Regions from separate parts of the Mus musculus genome. Here regions 2 and 3 are each linked to region 1. The links are chromatin contacts, called in public Hi-C and promoter capture Hi-C maps. All regions are on one chromosome and are shown on one strand. Each heading gives the region's core, a stretch centred on a gene start, on an enhancer-like site or on the middle of the called end of the contact. The rest is flanking DNA. Distances are from core to core; before and after follow the strand shown.

Region 1 (2,700 bases), core at 51-2,550:
CGGGCGTGGCCTACCAAGGGACCCTGAGTTCCAGGTGTTACCCTCTCCCTCTGCTACTGTGGTCCTACCAGGGTACCAGGGTACACTTCCACTTTGGAGCACTGACAGGATCTAGAAGGCTGTTACTTCCCTCAAAGAGAACTCAAGCCCTGACAGGGAGGTGGGGGTGAGGGGACACAACATAGAATGAAGTCATTCCTTACATGAAGAAGGGAGGGGTCTTTTTTTTTTTTTTTAGAGAAAATGACAAGCCCAAGATTATAGGGGAGGGGGTTTCTGCCACATGGTTCTGGGCAAATGTATCAGTTATGCATTACCTCACATCCAAGACGACCCCACCCACACCTCCCAGGCCCTTTCAAACAATGAGACACCCCCACCCCACCCAGCAGCTGAATGACTCCTTAGACCAGAATCACACCCGGAGAGGCTGTAGCAAATCCCTGATTCCAGTGCTAAGTAGGTGGGTCAAGGGGCAGAGGCCCAACAGGTCCCTTGTAGAGCTAATGGACAAGAGGACCTTTAGGTGCAGAAAGACAAAGGCTACAGCAATCAAGAGCCGCGGTCTTCCATGTGGGCTGGGGAATGTGGTCAGGGCACACTGCCTTGAACTCTGAACTCAAGGGCCTCCCAAAATCTCACGCCCACACTCCCTGCAGCAGCAGTGGGGCCCCCAGATCTTCCAGGAGAAGGAAGAAGAGTTAAGGAACCACGAAGAGGAAGAAGGAGCTGGGACAGATATCCTGGCGGTCAGAGGAAGATAGGGACGCGGAGACACAAGGATCGGGGTTCTGTGGTACCAAAAAGACACTGAGACTTGGGGTCCCGAAAGACAGAGCCCAGGGCGGTGGGGATGCACGGAGGGCAAGGAGCACAGGGGGACTAGCGGAGGTGGACTCGCGCGGACACTCACGCGCGCGCCCGTCCCCGTCACTCACCCAGGCCGCAGACCTCACGGCGCAGGCTAAGGCGTCCGCGCTCCTCGGCTATGGCGCGCAGCATGTGCTGCAACGAGCGCTCCTCCGCTTCGCTGCTGTCCACGGACTCCCGGGAGGCGGCCGGCCCAGCCCGGAGCCCCGCGGGCGCGGACGCCGAGGCACAGGCCCTGCCCGGCGGCCGCGCGGAGGCCATGCCGGGCCCCGGCTCATCGCCCGCGCCGCGCCCGCGGGGGCCACCGACACGCCCCGCCGCCCGTGCCCCGCTGCCGCCCGCCGCGAGCACCAGTGAAGCCACAATCCGCTTTTGTGTGCGTCGCCGCCGCCGCCGTCGCCACCGCCGACCTCGGAGCACAGCGGAGCACTGCGATCCTCAGCTCCGCCACCGCCCGCCCGCGCGCGCTCGACACCGCCCAGGCCCCACCCCCGACGCGGGCCCGCCCCCAAACCCGCCCTTTCCCCGCCCCCGACACGCAAAGGCCCTGCCTCATACTCCTAAAACTCCGCCCAGATCTCTGGGCAAGGCGGTGAGTCGTCCCTGGTCCTGGCCCCGCCTACTTCCTTGCGACCAGCTGCTGCCAACTTCAAAAGCCCATCGCGTCCTCGCTCCAACCTGTCGCGTGACGTTCTCGTCATCTCATTCCCACACCTTCCTTGGCCTGCTGACCTTCCCTGCTGCCCGTGTTCCCCAACCCTGAGTCCACTTTCTCCCGCCCCCCGCCCCCCCTCCAGTAGAGTCACGCCTCTGAGCCGCCCCCTCTGCGCCTCACTGATTTTGCGCTTTGTCACCGCCCTGTGCATTCCCTGAAGCCTCCAGCACACCAGCTCTGCTTATTTCTGTCTGAACCTTCCAAGTAGGTTCTGCTAAAAACTTGCTTCACAAAACTCAACAAGAAGTTACCACCTCCTTTCGGAGGTCTCCTGGGACGCCTCAGTTTCCTCTGCTGAACACTTAGGAAAAGGGGTCAGAGAGTTGCTTCCTGTCTTAGCTCCTGTGCTGACTAGAGGCCAGAGGTGGATCAGATCAGCTTGCATGTGATCCTAATTAAAGGCCAAGGTCCAGCTGGGCATCCATCCCTGTGCTAAAAGAGGAAGATGCAGGGAGCAGCCGCCAGAAGCCACGTTCTGAACTCACTCGGTGGTCCTTTCCCAGGACCAGGGTAGGTGACCATGCACTGCTGGTCTCAGCCAGTTACATTTCCAGTGTCAAATTCTCACAATCATGCTAAGCATAAAGTTCTGTCTGCCCCGACTCTTCTTCACCCTGTCTGGGATACCCTTCTCCTAGTCTCCTGTCTCCTTTGGATCCCAGTGTCCTCCAATACATTTCCTCAAAAACAAACAAACTATATCTTGCCTGCCTCCTGTTCTATTATTCCTAGGCACAGCATCCTTACCACTCCCCTGACATCACACTGCATAGCTGTAGGAGGCGTCTCAGAAAACCAGCCCCTTTCCCTTGGGCTTCCCAGTCCTCAGAATGGTTTAAGCCTCCCGTCTGTGACATTGCACCATGGCAGCTCTAACTAAGACACTGTGTATTCCTCAGGCCTGGCTTCTGACAACTGTATTCCCAGCGCCCAATAAATGCAGGCTGTGTGATGGAGACTGGAGAGAGGCCTGCTGAGGAAGATTGTCTCTAAGGAAGGTGGGGTGGGACCACAAGGTGTGGAAACCACTCCAGAGCAGGAAATTGGCAGCTTTGGCATACTGTTCAAGCCTTACCTGGGATTTGTACCGCTCCCCTGAGATGCTCAGGGTAGGG
Region 2 (2,744 bases), core at 9-2,508, 590 kb after region 1:
TCCACCCCCAATCCGGGGAGGCCGAGACAGATTCCGTCTAAAGGAGATCGCGGCTCAACAGGTAAGGACTCGGCTGGGTTCAGGAATGTGGAAATACGACTCGGAGCAGCTACGGCGGCGAGCAGCGAGCGCGGCCCGCCTGGAGCCCGCCCGGCCGGCCGCGCCAGGGGGAGCTCGGTGAGAGGGGGCCGGGCGCAAGGCCCCGGGCGGGCGGGGGCGCGGGCCCGGGACGGAGCCCGAGGCTGCTGCGCCAGCCCCACGGCCCATCCCGAGCCAGCCGGACGAGTTGTCAAGGTAATTTCAACATGTCCGGGTGATGGATAGAGACGAAGGGCCGCGGCGGGTGCAAGGCCTGCGCGCTCGCGGCGAGTGCGCGCCCCGATCTCCCCCGCCGGGGATGCCCCACGCACCCCCCCCCCGGCCCGGCGCGCCCTCCCGGCGGCTAGCGCTCGGCCCGGGCTCGGCGCCCAGCGCAGCCCGGGGGAGGGAAGGCGCGTCCCACCCCCGGGGCCTGGAGCCCAAACAGGTGAAAGTACGCGCCCGGCACGCTCGCCGCTACCCGCGAGCCCCGCTGCGGCCGTCCGCGGACCGCGCTGTCCCTGCTGCGTATTGGCTCCGCGCCCCTCCGGAGGATCTCTGGCTCCGGGGGGGCTCGGTTGAGTCTCAACGAGGCTGGGTTGAGGGCCGGAGATACCAGCCAGCCTGGCCACTTCAAGAAACGCCCTCCCCCACCAACTCCTATCCCCAGGTCCGCTGGAGGAGGCTCTGGTGGCTGCCGGCTCCCCGTCTGCAGCCCCCCGCCCAGAGAAATACTCACCCGAGCTTCACGTAGAGGACGCCAAAGCAGAGAAACACGTAAAAGATCCACTTTCGAAAGTTTCTGTGCATGATCCAGGGAGGGGGGCTGCGCCATAGACAGCTGCGGCCGGAGGGGACGCGCGGGTGGGCAGGGGCCGGGCAGGAGCCAGGGAGCTGCGGTAGGACCACGCTCAGCCGGCGCTTCGGCTCGGGAGGCGGGCGACGCGTGGGCACCCGGCACGCGTTGCCACCATGGTGAGCCCAGGGCGCCGCAGCCGCCGCGTGCGCCCGGGGGAGTGACCCGGGCGGGGAACCGCGACCTCGGAGCCCAGCGGAGTGACCGTGGGACTCTGCGAGCGCAGGCCGGGGCCAGGAGCAGCGGGCGGGCGCTGCCTCCACTGGGCTTAGCCGCCTGGGGCCGTGCGCGCCTCGCGGTGCGCCGGGGCGGCCAATGTGTCCGCACTTGTCCGCCTCCCCAGGTGACTCGCGGCCCCGGCAAGCGAGCCGCGAGCAGGCGAGCGCGCCCCAGGTAGGAGGATCCGCCTCCCGCCCGCCCTCCTCGCTCGCAGCGCGCTCTCTCGCGCGCGCTCCCTGGCTCTCCCCTCCCTTTTCTCCTCCCTCCCCCGTGACACACGAACGCATCTAACCCCTCGCCCCCCCTCCCCAGGCCAGCTCCCTTCCGATCGCCCTCCCAGGACTGCGTGGGAAGAGGGGAGGGAGGGGAGAGGGTGCGGCTCCAAAGAGACACCTGCGCTCCTCAGAGACAGTGAAGGTGGGGGTAGGGGCGGGGGCTAAGAAACTACCCGCTCAGGGCTTGGTGGTCACTTGGTTTCCAGTTTCTAGTTAAAGAGAGAGAGACCACCCACCACCATCTCCTTTCTATGTGCAGACATCTTTCCCCTAGACGTTACCTACGTGGGTGCTTCCAGGGCCACAACTCCGGATCAGGCATTGTTACCTGCCCAACAAACTCGGGGAAAACTCGTTCCAGTGCCCGGCACTGCAGAGCGCAAGCAGAGCGTGGGACTTGAGACTGGTAGACACACCAGCCTGCCCAGCATTAAAAGTGGCACCATGACAGAGAGACTCAGAAAGGCATCCTTGGAGAGTCCCAGTCTGAGGATTCTGTCTCACTCTGCAGGCCTGTCCGATGCGGGCGGGTGTCAGATCTGATTCTTGTTGAACCGCTAAAGTGGGAAGTCAGACTGGCCTAGGTGCCTGGCACATCCTGTGGTGTGTCTCGCTTGATCCTATCCTGGATAAATGGGTGACAGGGACACTGCCTGTCACAGCTAGGTCTGTCTTAGCACAGCGGACCAGCTAGTAACCAGACACATGGTGGGTGGGTGGGGGGTGTGTGCCAGGTTTTCAAGCGTCTACAGCCCCGGACAGCAGCATCAAATGGCGCCCTTATGACAAGGGGATGAACTCGGAGGGCGCTCGTCTTTAAACTGGCCAACACCCAATTGCCTGGTGTGGAAATGAGGAGGGGTATGAGGGGGCGCTGTCCTCAGCCCGGAACCTCGAGCTCAAAAGCTACCGTCCCTGCCCCTAATCCCCTCTTAATCTCTCCAAATCCTCTGAACTTTTGCCACGACCCGACCCGGGAGAGAGAGAGTCGCTCCTGAACCCCAGGTCCAGAAGCCGGCAGGTGCAGCTGTGCAGATCGTTTTGAGTTGGAGGACTCTTTAGAAAGGAGAATTTGGACATCACAAGCAGGGAAACTAAGGCACAGATGTCAAACGGTAGTTGCAGTCCCACACCACTGTCCCCTGAAACCAAGAACTCTGGATGTCGCACAACTTGGTAGGCAGGGAGCTGAGCTGGGCCAGGTGGCTGGGAGCAAGCAGAACAGCCTGGTAGCTTGGCAGGTGGATGCTGCCATCCCGTGGCGACAGGGAGCAACGCTTGCCACAAGAGCTGGACTTGAAATGGTTAGGGATTCC
Region 3 (2,822 bases), core at 99-2,598, 690 kb after region 1:
GTGTGTGTGATGTCTTCTCTTATGGCCCTGTGATAATCCAGGTTCTGCCTCTTCTTCCTTGTCTCAGTAGGACCCCCAACTAACCACTGGTAGGTTTTCAGTAGCTTCTCTGTATTGTAGACTAGCAGAACAGGTCCCATTTCACAAAGCATAGGGACCCTTCTCCTCCCAGGGCCAGGCTCTTGGCAGCCATGCCAAGCCATTGCTGGCATGGATTCCCAGCGTTCTTGGTCGAGCGCATGGCATCGGAATGCTACCTGCTTTGTCTCTGGTGTCAGCTGGCAAGCAGTCACGTGGCCGTATACGTGAGGCCAGAGCTAGAGACCAGAGACTCCTCCCGGCTGTCCCCCCCACCCCCTGCTCACTCTACCCACCCTCTTCTCGGCCTTCAGTGTGACTGTCTGAGCAGGCAGAAAGCAGTATGAAACAAGCAGGCTACCCAGGGCAGATCGTGGTTTGCCTGCCCATCCTTTACCGGAATCGTTACATACAGAGAGGCCCTTAGTGTGCCCCACATGATGATGAGGAGTTAGACTCTTGCATAGTGGTCCCTCCACACCATCCTCTGTGGCAGAGCTGGACCGGTGGTGCCCAGGTATCTGAGGAGAGATGGCACATCCCACTCATGAGCTGTTTCCCATACTCCAGACTCACAGAGTGCTCTCTGATATCACATAAAGGGCACAGAGTGACACGAAGCCGAGCGGCCAGCCAAGCCAACGCAGCACAGGCGGGCAACCCGTAGGAGATAAGTTTCAGCAAAATCGCCCAATCGGGTCCTTCGCTCCTCTGGCTGTTTCAGAGGGCTGGAACGTAGGAATGTGTCCCCAAGGCAGTGACAAGGAATGGCTTTGGTAACATGGAAGGATCTGGGAGGACAGAGGTGATGTAGCTCAGTTCTACCTTGGCACCCATTCTCCGTGTTCTTGGCTGCTCACTCACCCTGAGATGCTCTTGGCTCTCCCAGGCATTGGTACGGAGTACAGTGCTCAGCACCAGGCAGATTGCTTTCTGCATCCCAGTCAGCTACGACAAGTAGGAGATGTATCCCTTTTCGTTACATAGACAAGAGAACAGAGGCTGTGAGCAGTCTTGTGAACACTAGCTAAAGTCAAACCCATAACCGAGACTCCTGGCTGAGACGGATCGGGATGGGTCACCCTGAGCTGGTGGAGTGGGAGCTGCTCTGGTTCTCCCACAGGAGAACAGTGGAGGGCCGGCTACCTCCTGCTACTCTGTAGAACCCAGCTTAGGAACAATGCGGCCTCTATCTGGAGCAGTTTAGGCTGCCCGGACTCCAGGCCCCTCAGAAGGGCTTGGCTAGCCAGGCAGTCGCAACATGGCGCCAGGGCCACCCTGCCCTTCTACAGAGCTGGCTGTTACCCGGGCTGAGGCTGGGCTGGTGCTCCAGGCATCCTCAGGCTAGCTGCTGAGTGGTCAGGCACGGTGGCATCCTCCCTCCCCTCCCCGCCGTCCAGCCCCCACCTTTTTTTTTTTGGTGGTGGGTTTGGGGGCCCGGCCCACCCGCCTCTGCCACGTCTGCCATCCTCCAGGCACCCACGAGCATCTTTCGAAAATTCCCGGTGGGCGGGGCAGAGCTGTAGCGGCCGCCTCTGCCCCCCCCCCTTCCCTGGGAGCCAGTGCCAGATTGAGAGAGAGCAGGAGACAAAAGTAGTATTTTCTTCGTCCTCCTGGGCTGGCAGCAGGGTTTTCCCCCAGCGCCACTTACTCCTGGCAGCCCTAACCCTGGGTGCCAGAGCGGCCAAGGCCCAGGCCAGGACCTACGGACTGATGGACGCCAGAACCCAGGAGGTCCATGGGCCTGTCCGACAGAGGCTGGCACCTGGGCATGGCCTGCTGGCTGGCAGGAGCCCCCTTACCTAGCCTGGGCAAGGGAGACATCATTTTCACTTGCTGGCTTTTGAGAAAGTGACCCTGTCCTCCTGTTCCTGGTAAGTGACCTTCTTGCCTTCTCCTGCTTGGGGATGAGCTGAGGGCCCTGCCATCTTGTGCTCCTCCGTGTGCCTGCTATGTCTCCTTCCCTCTAAGTGGCTTAACCCAAACCCCAAATTCTATTTCAGAGACACCCCCACCCCACCCCCACCCCCAATCCTGACTGAAGCAGGCACTGCCAAAAAAACTGCAGGAAAGGAGCAGAAGCCAAGCCATTTATTTTTAAGATCCAAAGCTAGGGCTTTCGAAATGATAATGAAAACACACGGTTCGGTATTCACCATGGCTGCGTGTTCTGTTAGGAGCTGAATGAGGGCTGGAGCAGGCATCCGTCGGCAAACCACCCTTCCATGCCTTGTGTTGTTTTTTGTTGTTGAAGGGGGTCTTGTTATTACACTGCTTTTTTTTTTTTTAATTTTTTGGCAGTACTGGGAGTAGCAGAGAGGGAAACCCCAGAACCATCATAGGGTCCTCCAGCAAAGGACGCAGGCAGGGCCAGCCACACACAGGAGGGAGGACCTTCATGTTCAGAAACAGAGGCTCTTTTATTCTGTCCCGAATCCCTAATGCCACCGTTCCCACAGTTTAGGGATTTGGTTCTTTCTGCCTTTCGTTTCATTTCATTTTAATTTTAATTTTTAAATTAATTTTTAAATTTTATTTTAAAAAGAAGAAAGCTTTTTCTTGGCTTAACAGTGCAGTGTGGGTAATATCTGGGGTTATTTTACACTCTGCTTTTAAAGCACTTGTTTTTAAGGTTTTTCTTCTTATCATTTATTTATTTTGAGGAGAGGGTCTACTTCACAGTAATGTGCCCAGCCAGTAACTACCTGGCCAGGATGGGCAAGAGGTGCCTGTGGACACCAGCC

What was found. Promoter capture Hi-C pulls out the DNA fragments that hold promoters and counts their contacts. A called contact is a pair of places that touch in the nucleus more often than the background predicts.
Region 2: a promoter capture Hi-C map of stem cell-derived epiblast-like cells shows a contact between it and region 1, with 2.5 times the contacts expected there. The contact joins the promoter of Wnt7b here to the promoter of 5031439G07Rik in region 1. A contact is called at or near these places in 5 of 39 promoter capture datasets (cranial neural crest, embryonic stem cells, frontonasal cranial neural crest and 2 more), 3 of 484 Hi-C or Micro-C datasets (the N1E-115 cell line, embryonic stem cells and palatal mesenchyme) and 4 of 115 datasets of contacts at active chromatin or transcription factors (embryonic forebrain, embryonic midbrain, forebrain and 1 more).
Region 3: a Hi-C map of cortical neurons shows a contact between it and region 1, with 5 times the contacts expected there. The contact joins the enhancer-like site here to the promoter of 5031439G07Rik in region 1. A contact is called at or near these places in 2 of 484 Hi-C or Micro-C datasets (both in cortical neurons), 1 of 115 datasets of contacts at active chromatin or transcription factors (pancreatic cancer cells) and 1 of 9 other capture datasets (adipose tissue).

What each region holds. Positions count from the first base shown.
Region 1 is chr15:84,986,671-84,989,370 of GRCm38.p6, forward strand. 5031439G07Rik (RIKEN cDNA 5031439G07 gene) reads right to left here and starts at 1,301. Exons shown (of 10, transcript NM_001033273.3): 1 at 939-1,301. The coding sequence starts at 1,002. It overlaps Gm39558 (a long non-coding RNA gene), which reads left to right and starts at 1,365. Exons shown (of 4, transcript XR_875533.1): 1 at 1,365-1,462; 2 at 2,485-2,700.
Region 2 is chr15:85,580,563-85,583,306 of GRCm38.p6, forward strand. Wnt7b (wingless-type MMTV integration site family, member 7B) reads right to left here and starts at 1,259. Exons shown (of 4, transcript NM_009528.3): 1 at 818-1,259. The coding sequence starts at 888. AU022754 (expressed sequence AU022754) reads left to right here and starts at 580. Exons shown (of 5, transcript NR_040433.1): 1 at 580-855; 2 at 1,688-2,744.
Region 3 is chr15:85,677,798-85,680,619 of GRCm38.p6, forward strand. No RefSeq gene overlaps it. Among named protein-coding and RNA genes, the nearest start is that of Lncppara, 25 kb to the right of the region's middle. Within about 2 kb of position 1,349, at least 136 of the 459 cell types and tissues checked have an H3K27ac peak or open chromatin away from gene starts, as enhancers often do. A contact at or near this core is called in cortical neurons, where this site is marked.